Regions from separate parts of the Gossypium hirsutum genome. Here region 2 is linked to region 1. A link is a contact called in public Hi-C data. All regions are on one chromosome and are shown on one strand. The core of a region is the stretch at or near the end of the contact, and the rest is flanking DNA. Distances in the headings are between cores, read along the strand shown. Region 1 holds the start of LOC107914954 (protein LIGHT-DEPENDENT SHORT HYPOCOTYLS 10). Region 2 holds the start of LOC107914506 (thioredoxin H9).

Region 1 (5,439 bases), core at 834-3,333:
CGGAATTATTGAAGCTAGCAGCCATGAGATGCCTATTTAACTTAATAGACCTAGAGCCCGTCTTAGGTGACCCACCAACCGCCTGATTCTGGTTCCATTGAGATTCAATTCTAACGCTTGGACCAGCCAAGCCCAAGTCCTTAGCAATCTGTTTCTTCTCTCGCCCTAACATAAAGACAGAAAGTTTGTGCGTTATTCTCCTTATGTGTTGACCCTTCTTCACCTAAAGGATTGTTATATATGGCAACCCCTTTTCCCTTCAGTCTAGCTGGATCAACGGGATCAGAATCCCTAACATTAATTTGACTTTCATCCCATAAATCATGGAAAGCCTTAAAGCGGGATCCCTACGAAACCGACTCTTTCCTTCCTTCCCGGCGAGCCACTAGTTTTCGTCTAGGTCTACTATTCTAGCGATCGACTACGATCTGAGGCCCAAACATGTCCAACTCTTTCTTATTTTTGGCCATAACCAGAGCTTCTTGGTTCCTTTGGTCTGCCATTTGTACAGTCCTCTTTATACTTCGTCCATCATGGCTAGGGACAAAAGAACAAGATTCTCTCAAGTGTTCAAAATGCCAACAAGAAAAACAAATATTAGGGATAGACTCATATTCTACACGCTGAAGTTGACCATCCACCTTAATTTTAGAAACCAAAGGCTTGTTAAGATCGAGAAGGATCGCCATATGAACGAATCGACTCCGATGCGTACTGCCCGTATTATCATCAAGTTTAATGACATGACCAATCGTCTCCCCCAATGCTCGTTAAGATACTCTTCCGATACAAAAAAACCGGGGATGCCCAGAAGGCGAATCGAAGCTACCACCACATTCGACGGATGAGGTTGACTAGTTGAGAAGAATTCAGACTAGGGTTGAACCGTTAAATGTTGCCCAAAAACAATCCACGGTCCTTTTGTGAGAGCCTGAATATAATCCATTTCCACTTGGAATTTCACCATGAAATAATCATTTTCCAAATCCAAAAATTTAACTGGAGTGGAAGGCTTCCAAAGGTGATAAATCTTATTAGAAAGAGCCTGGAAACCTATTTACCTTCCCAAAAGCTTAACCACAATCGTGCGAGATATACTCTGATATAAAATCTGATGAACCATTTCAGAAAATCGAATCGAAGGTAGTTCGTCTTCTATTCCAGTAGTCACATCTCCATTGAGTAACTGTAGATCATCATTATCTTGATCGTGCAAACTTTGTTTCGCATCCCTTGAAACCCCAAGCAACATGTCTTTGAAAGATAACCGTGAGTTAGATAGCTTATCAAATCCATTGGGATTTCCTTCCTCATCCACGACCAGAAAATGATCATCCTCCCCAGACCATTATTACGTATACAAACTTTCTTGGTAACTTTGTCCTCCAATGAAGTCAACTACAAAATTTTTTTTAATCAAATGATCTGATGACAAATCAATGGCGGCGGCGTAACTGCAAATCTACTGATTTTAGAGCTTATACTTAGTTCTCTATATATATTGTTTATAACCTTTTAATGGTTTAGTTCTTAAAAAAAAATTGTACTATCTAAAAGTTAATCAATGTAAATGATACTAATTCCTACTACCCTTATTTAAGTAATCAGCCAAGAAATTTGTTTTCTAAAATTAAACGTAACTTTATCGATTTGCCATAAATACCGAAAACTTTGAATTTACTTACAATTATATATTTGTTTTAGCTTATTACTTATAATTTTTTTATTAAATTTGTGCTTTTAAATATGTAACATTTAAATATAAAAAAAACTCTACAACATACATAATATCTCAAAATTTTATTATTTTATTTTTTGGCTTTTAAAATATTGTTTTGATACGTAATTTCGGCCCCCCACCCCCAAGAGGAGTTGCATGTTTCTAGTCTTAATTTGTGGCGTTTGATTTAGAAAAGTTATCATGTACATGCTGTCAACGAGGTTATCATTTTAAGATATATTGATTTATTACTTTTTCATTGGTATACCAAAAAAGAAATCATAGAGGGCAATAGGGGTTAAAGGTAGTTCAAAAGTAACATGATAAGAGCTTAATGTATTGACAAATAACATCAATTATTGCATTGGATTAATAGGGAAAATACATAGCTAATTTTATAGTATAATTATAGAGGAGAATGTACAGAAATGAAAGATGATGAAAAAGAGGGAGAGAAAGCAACGTCTTATGGCCCCATGGCGTGTCTTGGTTGCCCCATGATGTGAACTTCATGTTCCTCCTCTCCCTTACCTTGCTTCCCGGCCCCCCTATTTCTACTTGCCTGCCTTCCTTACCAACAAACATACACATCCATCTCAACGATATGTCCAGTGAGAGAGGGAAGGATATAGCCGAAGGATCATCCTTGATTGCCGATCACCACCAACCCCCAACACCTAGCCGATATGAGTCCCAGAAGAGAAGGGACTGGAATACTTTCGGTCAGTACTTGAAGAACCAGCGGCCTCCGGTTCCTCTTTCACAGTGCAATTCCAACCATGTCTTAGACTTCCTGCGATATCTGGATCAGTTCGGGAAGACCAAGGTTCACCTCCAAGGTTGCATGTTCTACGGACAGCCTGAACCACCTGCTCCTTGCACTTGCCCCCTTAGGCAAGCTTGGGGCAGCCTTGATGCTCTTATTGGGAGGCTTCGAGCTGCTTATGAAGAAAATGGAGGGTCACCTGAGTCCAACCCTTTTGCCACCGGTGCTATTCGAGTTTATCTAAGAGAGGTGAGGGAAAGTCAAGCAAAGGCAAGGGGGATCCCTTACAAGAAGCAAAAGAAAAAGCCCAAGCAAGACAAACCAAGCGATGAATCCAGCTCGACCCTCTTCTTCTCTTGATTCTTTTTCTTTCTTTTCGAATTTAGGGTTTAGAGTCTTATCCCTCACTCACTGCTCGCAGTGTTTCAATATATACATGGTATTTTTATTTTTGCTTCTCTATTTCCTTTAAGTACTAGTTTCACTTTGAATTAATGTTAGATCCAGCACTGCTATTGTTTTATTTAGTTATTTTCACTGCTATATTTTTCAATTTCATTAGATGAATCACTGCATGTAATTTCTGGAGTGAATGAACTGCTTTCTAAGATTATATATATATTTCATTACTTTGCAAGAAGACATCCTGAAGCCCACCGACTTCAAGAGACAAATCAAATAATTTGTTACCTATTTGGTGGTATACCAACTGCAATATTAATTAATCCTCAATACTATAAACAACCCAGATTCCCCACTCCAAATTTATACCTAATTTCAACCATCATAATATTAGTGACGTGAATCGGCATTTACAAAGACTCATTGAATTACTTTTTTCATTTTAAATCTTTTTTATCAATCATACTTCATTTAAATATCATATTAATCAACCATGAACCGCCCTTATTAACATTTTCCGTAGCTTATTTTTATTCATATTTCTTTTTAATAAGTATATATTTTTTGAATCCATGTCCTTTTCATTATTATAATAATATGTTAATTTAGTTAGGAATCAATCGAGTTACATTTTAAATAAACAGATGATAAATTATAAAATTTTTTACTTCAATAATATAAAATAAATAAATACCAGAATGGGATAATGACACTAATATTCTCGAATCTAGGCAAACTTTGCAGTAAATAACTGGTGTTGCCTGACCAATCGGCGGCACCCCTTTCCTCTTTAAAATAATTTATTTTTTTTGGGTGCAGCCTAACCAATCGATGGCACTTGTATTTCAAACTCAAAATACGTGTTTTTTTTTACATGTATAAGCATAAAAAGGAAAAAAAATATTTTTTATTAGTGCCGCCAACCTGTCACGCGATACCCTATTATTTTTAATAAAATATAATTTCTTTTAAGCTGAAAAATAGATCTAATAATTTTCAGGTATTGGAACCCGGGCCCGTGACCAACAAGTCACATCCGCGATAGGCCGTCAGGACAGCTTTGTAGGAGACCTCGTCATTCCATATGTGGAGGGACTAACATCAATCGACCACCATATAACTAGGGCAACCCATTCCACACATGCCACTACTGGTAGCCCCTCGATGGAGTGAAATTAGGAAAAACATGATTCCAAATAAGGCCTTCTCTCCAACCGGGCGTTCCACAACACAATATATGGTTGATGCTCTAATGCCCAATTCTTTGCATGTTTCCCTTTCTTGTAAATTTTGTGGACATATTTTCCCAATTGTATAGGAACGTCAAGAATATGTTGACGACACCCGAATTGACGAAGCACCTGATCCCTGGCATACCACTCCACCATTTGAATATTGATAATGGGAGCATTAATACACCACAAGATTGCATATGCTCTAGTCGGCGGAGGAATGACGAAAGCAACATCCGGCGTGATATACGACATCCACACGAACTACACAATTAAACACATGATTAAAATAATAATTACAGTGTAATTTAATAAATAAACTAATTACATAACATTAATATAATTTAATTATTTGAAAATAAATTACCCTATCCTTGATGTATGCCTCGATCATCTGTCGGTATACAATGAGTGCTTTCGACTTTTCGATGTTCAGACAAGTATACCATCTAAAAATATAAACCAAACTCGTTAGAAAATATTTTCATGAAAAAAATCTTGATCCAAATTAAAAAATTTTTTTACCTATTCATAAGTGGGAACACATGTACTTGGTGACCCACTGATACCAGAAATGGCATCATGTATAGCACCCAAGATTGTAGCAGTATCAAGCAGCCACCTATATCGACAGTTTTGTGTTTTGTCCCCCGACAAAGCTCACGATATAGCGTCGCTAGTATTGCCGAACCCCAGCTGTAGGAATGAGCACCTTGCAAATCACTAAGTAAAGACAGATACATCAAGTAGACTTTATTATTATTGGAATCCTACATAAGTACCCCTATAAGTTGTAGTATATAGGCTCAAGCAGCCTGTATCTTCTCCATCTCAGTTGCATAATCTGATAATGTTTCAAAATTTGCCTTCAGTCACGAAAATTTTAAACCCGTAAATTTATCGGTACCATCACTGGGAGAGCGTCCAAGCAAGTCATAGTAGAGTGCCGCAAGATTTGCTATGCCGCTTGAACCAATTACCACATCATCGTCCACGGGGAGCCCTACTTGCATTGCGACATCCTTTAGTGTGATGGTACATTCCCCATACTGTAAATAAAAGGTGTGCGTCTCTGGGCACCACCACTTAACTAGTGTCGATATTAAGTCGCCCCCTCAGCTTGAGCACACGGATTAATGCTACTGATCCAAATCTCGCGACATTTAAGTAGGGCATAATCCATGCGTCTGGCTGGTAGCTCGGACCATGGTCACGCGGTACGGACCCTAATCATATTAAAAAATTGGTTAATATCTCACAGTTAAATAACAAATTACGTGCAACTATGCCAAAAAAATACATACAACATTAGAACATTC
Region 2 (5,439 bases), core at 1,735-4,234, 270 kb before region 1:
TTTACATTTTAACTGTATTATAGTAATTTATTACTTTAATCAATTGTGTATATATTCGTAATGTTACTAATTGAGTTAGTGTCAAAAGTCAACTCAATAGTAACTAATAATAACATCACGTATAGTTATAATACATTTAGTATTTTTTTAATATGAAGTATTTACTATTTAAATTTATTTACTCACAATTTAAGTTTTTTCTATTTTAATATTATACATATTCATTATTAATTAATTTTAAATTATACTGATTATTTATCTAATATTTGTATTTTAAATATTATGTTTGCGTGTGATAAGATTCCTCTTGTTTATATAAAAAACTGTTATCTCTCTCGCTCTGTTGTGAGTGCAAAATCAAGGGATTGCCGGTGGAGACGACGCGCTCGTTGAGGGCCAAGGAAGGAAGGAAGAAGAGAGAGAGAGAGATAAAAAGGAGAATCTGCTTCAAAGTTTCAAACTTTCCCGTCTCATATCTAATCCCCAATTTCTCTCTTCTGCTCTAGGTATATTTTCTTTTTTCTTTCACAACTTTCTTCTTCAATCTTTACTTTCACTGCAGTTGCTATATATTGTTCTTCATGTGATGGTTTTTTCTGATTTTGTCTTCAGGTTCCTTCCTGTCCTCTTAGGATTCTTGTGGTCTGTTCAAAGCGTCATGGCCTCGAAGCGGATTTTGAAGGAACTCAAGGATTTGCAAAAGGATCCACCCACTTCTTGCAGTGCAGGTCCCTTTTCTTTTTCTGGACATACATAAATTTTATGCCCCTCCTGATAATAACTTCATTTATACCACTTTGTCTATTTTTCTTTTCTCTGGTTTCATGTACAATACGTGTCATTTATATACCCATGAATGTATTGAATTCCATTTAGGATTATATGTATTTGGCTGTATACTTATAACCTGTGCTCAAGCAAGCTTGCTTTTGTCCATCCCCAGTGCTTATCGCTGAAATTCCGTAACCATGGATGCTGAGGGTCGGACCCTCAACATGTCGAGGTTTTGTCTCTCTGTCGAGAGCGCTGATGGGTTCACAAAGCAGGTGCGCGTCTCGGGATGCCTGAATAGGCAGGAGCCAGAGTTACTGAAGAGCGAGCACATGGTGCCATGGTTGCCGAAAAGCTAGCTAATGGCAAGGCTCGAACTCAAGACCTCTACTATATAGAAGTCCTTGAGGGAGCCAGGGTACGGCTTGGGCTAGTGACCCTCAACAATGTAGCATGGGTCCGAAGTCCCTAAGTTTTTAGTCTACAAAATTTTCGATTCGCATTCTTTAGACCTAACTTTGTCATGTGATGCTCTATTATGTCACTAACCTCGGGATGCTTGCACTTTTTTTTTTGTGATAGGACCTGTAGCTGAAGACATGTTTCATTGGCAAGCAACAATCATGGGCCCTTCCGATAGCCCTTATGCGGGAGGTGTATTTTTAGTTAGTATTCATTTTCCTCCAGATTATCCTTTCAAGCCCCCTAAGGTAGTTTGCTTCACCTGGATCGTTTTATTATCCCTTTTCTCTGTGTGTGAAATGTTGTTTGAGTGGTACGTCCTCTTTTCATGGATAATGCTGCCATCATGTTTAGGTTGCATTTAGGACCAAGGTTTTCCATCCAAACATCAATAGCAATGGGAGCATTTGTCTTGATATCCTAAAAGAACAGTGGAGTCCAGCCCTAACCATTTCCAAGGTTTGACCTTACTCCTGTTAACCTTATGGTATTTCATACACATGCAGAATCTTGGTTTTTGGCCGACTATGGCTGCACAAAAGTTTCTCTGGTGTTACTTTTAAATGATTTCAATATCCTTGGGTAAAATTACTTTCTATTGGTTATAAGTTAGACTTGCATTTTACGAGTTTGTATGCGTTTCCAACACACGAACAATCACTACAGTTACTCCCCGAGTTTAATTCTTTCTGGGAATTGAATAATTAATATCAGAAGAGAAAGACCAACCTTGATTAAATATCATTGGCAATACGCACCAACTTTAGCCACTTTAGAAGATGAACTATTATATTGTTGTTGTTACTATCCTTCTTTGCATTGGCTTCTGCCGCTGATTGGAAATAAAAGAGTTTAACTCCAATGCGAAACCAGGTTCTGCTCTCGATCTGCTCGTTGTTGACTGATCCAAACCCTGATGACCCACTTGTTCTGGAGATTGCGCACATGTATAAGACTGATCGGGCAAAGTATGAAGCTACAGCACGTGGCTGGACCCAGAAGTATGCCATGGGATGATGGTGGTTAGTGGGTAATACGTATTGGCTTTTGTACGATGCCATGTATGTGTTAAAACCTTCATATATTTTGGTTTGGGAAGGAACTTGTGATTGTGCTTAGATTTGGATTTGAATTATGTGGACATCTTATATCAAAGGTGGGTCTATGGTTGTAAGAGAGAATGCCATTCCATTCCATGTCTTTTTATAGCTTGTTATATGATGAAGCATTTCCTAAAACTTTCATGCTTATAAGTGGAGGATTATGGTTTGACTACAAAATTTTTAACAGTTAAAAATATGCCATCAGTCCTTGTGCTCCTCCAACATTTGGAATTTAGTCCCTATATTAAAATTGTTAAATTTTTTTATTAAATTCAAGTTATTATAATATCACTTTTTTAGTTACATGGTTGTTAGGTAAATTTTTTTTTTATTTCAAAATTTCACACTAATATGTTTAATAAAAAACATTTAACAGGGTCAAAATTTAAAAAATAAAAAGTATGAGATTGAATTTCAAATTTTTTAAAAAGTGCAGGGACTGATGAGTTGAGGTAAGAAACCATCATGTCAAATAATTATAACCATAAATGGACAACCCAACCCTTAGGGCAACTGAAAACAGTTGCCAAACTTTAGGTAAAACGAATCGTAATTCTTTAACCACAACCCCATAATAAGGTTGTTGATATAGCTTCAAGCTTAAGAATTTCTTTAATTAATTTTAAATTATACAGACTTGAATGGAACAACTGCATTTCAGCACTGAAAATTTCTTGTTCCACAACATTAATTATTTTACTTACGGAGCATAAATTAAAAATTAAATCTTTTATTTTTTTCAATTATTGACCCATTACTTTTTTTCCTTCCAAATTTGCTTGTATGAATGTATTTAGTAGGTAAATTTTAATTAAAAAAATACTAATTATATAAATAAAAATAACTAAATCTTGCGATAATTGTAATAAAGGATTAGTCGGAAAAAGAATATTTTAGAAATTAGTGGCATATTTTGATCTAAAATTTTTTAGTTATTCTAAAATATAAAATAGAAACTAGAAAAATTCAACCTGTTGGCAACAGCGAAAAACATGGGGGTATATGAGTAAATTGCGATGCAAAAGGCAAGGATCTAAACAGTCAGAGAACAGGTCAGTCCTTCGAAGCTTGAGCCTGCTTGACTCTATTCCTGTTTGTGTTGGAGACTTTGGGTTTCTAATCTACTACTCTGTTTCCTTCATTGATTTTTCAGAAGCTTTTCGTACCCAAAATTTTCTGCTTACTCATTCTTTATTTAATTTCTACTTCATTAGATTCCTTAAACCGCAAGGTTACTTTAATTTTCGCATCTAGTATTGGATTCTTTTTATTGTCACCAATCTAATCGGAAAATCAAGCCTTAATCTTTACAGGTAAATTAGCCGTCGCTTTGTTCTAAGTTGGTAATTGACGGGTGTTCTATTAATCTTCTTAGCTTGCATTCCTAGCTTGCTTTTCTCTTTGTTTCCATTTGTAGAGTACTTTCAGATTACTCTTTTACTTTTCTGTTTCCTTTCTTGGTATTTGTTAAAATTCTGATAATTCAAGTGAAAAAGCTATGTCTAAATGTCGTTGGAATTGTTGTTGCATTTTGACTATTTGTTCAATCGAATGAGAATTTCATTTTTGGAGGATTTTCTTTTGCTTTATTGGCAAGGATTTGAGAAAGCAAATAGCATGATTTGGTTTTGTATATCATAATTTTGGGTTTGAAAAACAGGATGGACTGTAACTTATTCAGAAATGTAAATACATACCCTTAGGGTTTTATCCAAGTATTGTTTATTAGGAAATAATACAGCTATTATGCCTTTTGAAGTTTATTGCCTGTGTGGAAGTAGTGTGGATTTACTTTTAACTTGTTTAAGATTGATTATTGTGTATAAATTGATAGTTAAAATTGTTTCTTTACCATGGACTTAAGTCTGCAATGTCTGGAATTTGATGTCTTCCCAACTTTCAGGGGTACTGATACATTGCTGCAGTTGGCGTTTTGGCATTTTTCAAATATGGGACATTGCTTCTCTAAGGTAAGTGCTCTTAGCACATTTTATTTATTTTATAGCATGCAATTTTGGTTTTCTCGCCTAATAGTTATCGTTCTGGTTCTCGGGTTTTCTGCATTTATTTATCTATCAGTGAATAACATTTTGATAGGTTTAGTAACTGTACTGCCGCAAGAACAGGGTATAATCCTTTGGTCTTTTGAGTTTTTAATGACTTAATAATATATCTGATGAGAGAATTATGTTGGCCAAGATGCAATGAATCTTTAATTAAATAAACCAAAAAATATTCTGAAACTTTTCAAAATTAAAGTTTGCTGATATTTTACGTCCATTATTGGACATGCAAATTTGTTCTGAAACATTTTTCATCCAATTTAAAATTCTCAGAGTTCTTGCATTTATTTAAAGCTGTTGAACGGTTGTCAGCATGACATTTGTTGATACAGGTCTGGGTTGTGGAGAAGTGTGGTTTACATTGTGGTGCTTACAGCCCGATATGCTGGTTCAAAAGGTGTTTTTTTTTGGCAGATTTTGGGTAGTTAAATGTCTTCCACACTTCCTACAAGACTTGAACTAGATAGTTGTATTTGCCGTCGGTCCTCCTGTACCCTTTCTCCATTCCCAACATTGTCAAGCCCATCATCTCTAGTGATGCTTCCCTCATCAGATTTTTCTTTGCTTATAAACTCAACACCCTGTTGTATTTCATCGATCAGTAGTCTCATCATCATCATTCAGCCCATTTCTACAATCATCAAAACTCACTTTTCTTTTATCATTGCTGATACACTTGCTCCTTCCAGGTTTACTATTTCATCTTCCTCCACTTGCATCCTTAGCATTTTTAGAGCTTAGAGGTTTGACAGTGTTGGGAATGGAGAAAGGACGCAGGCAGAGGAAGATGAAATAGTAAACCTAAAAGGAGCAAGTGTGTTAGCAACAGCAAAGAAAGTGATGTCCATGCGGATGTTGATGACAAGGTGGGTGATGGTGTTGGTGAGTAGGATGATGATGATGGTGATAATGTTTTAATTCTTTATTCTGTCAACATGGTGGATAGATGTGCAAGAGGAAACCATGCTGGAGACTGCATTGTTGGTGATTGGTTAAAAGGAGAGTATTGTATTAAATGCAATAGCAGCAGTGGCTAGGTT

The links. A called contact is a pair of places that touch in the nucleus more often than the background predicts.
Region 2: a contact with region 1 is called in a Hi-C map of leaf, with 1.7 times the contacts expected there. The contact joins the promoter of LOC107914506 here to the promoter of LOC107914954 in region 1. A contact is called at or near these places in 4 of 34 Hi-C or Micro-C datasets (all in leaf).

Annotation. Positions count from the first base shown.
Region 1 is chrD10:18,216,125-18,221,563 of Gossypium_hirsutum_v2.1, reverse strand. It overlaps LOC107914954 (protein LIGHT-DEPENDENT SHORT HYPOCOTYLS 10), which reads left to right and starts at 2,083. Exons shown (of 1, transcript XM_016844025.2): 1 at 2,083-3,087. The coding sequence starts at 2,232. The coding sequence ends at 2,846.
Region 2 is chrD10:18,487,096-18,492,534 of Gossypium_hirsutum_v2.1, reverse strand. LOC107914506 (thioredoxin H9) reads left to right here and starts at 2,984. Exons shown (of 5, transcript XM_016843441.2): 1 at 2,984-3,388; 2 at 4,240-4,306. The coding sequence starts at 3,339. It overlaps LOC107914507 (ubiquitin-conjugating enzyme E2-17 kDa), which reads left to right and starts at 269. Exons shown (of 5, transcript XM_016843444.2): 1 at 269-506; 2 at 613-728; 3 at 1,354-1,481; 4 at 1,588-1,692; 5 at 2,107-2,471. The coding sequence starts at 659. The coding sequence ends at 2,250.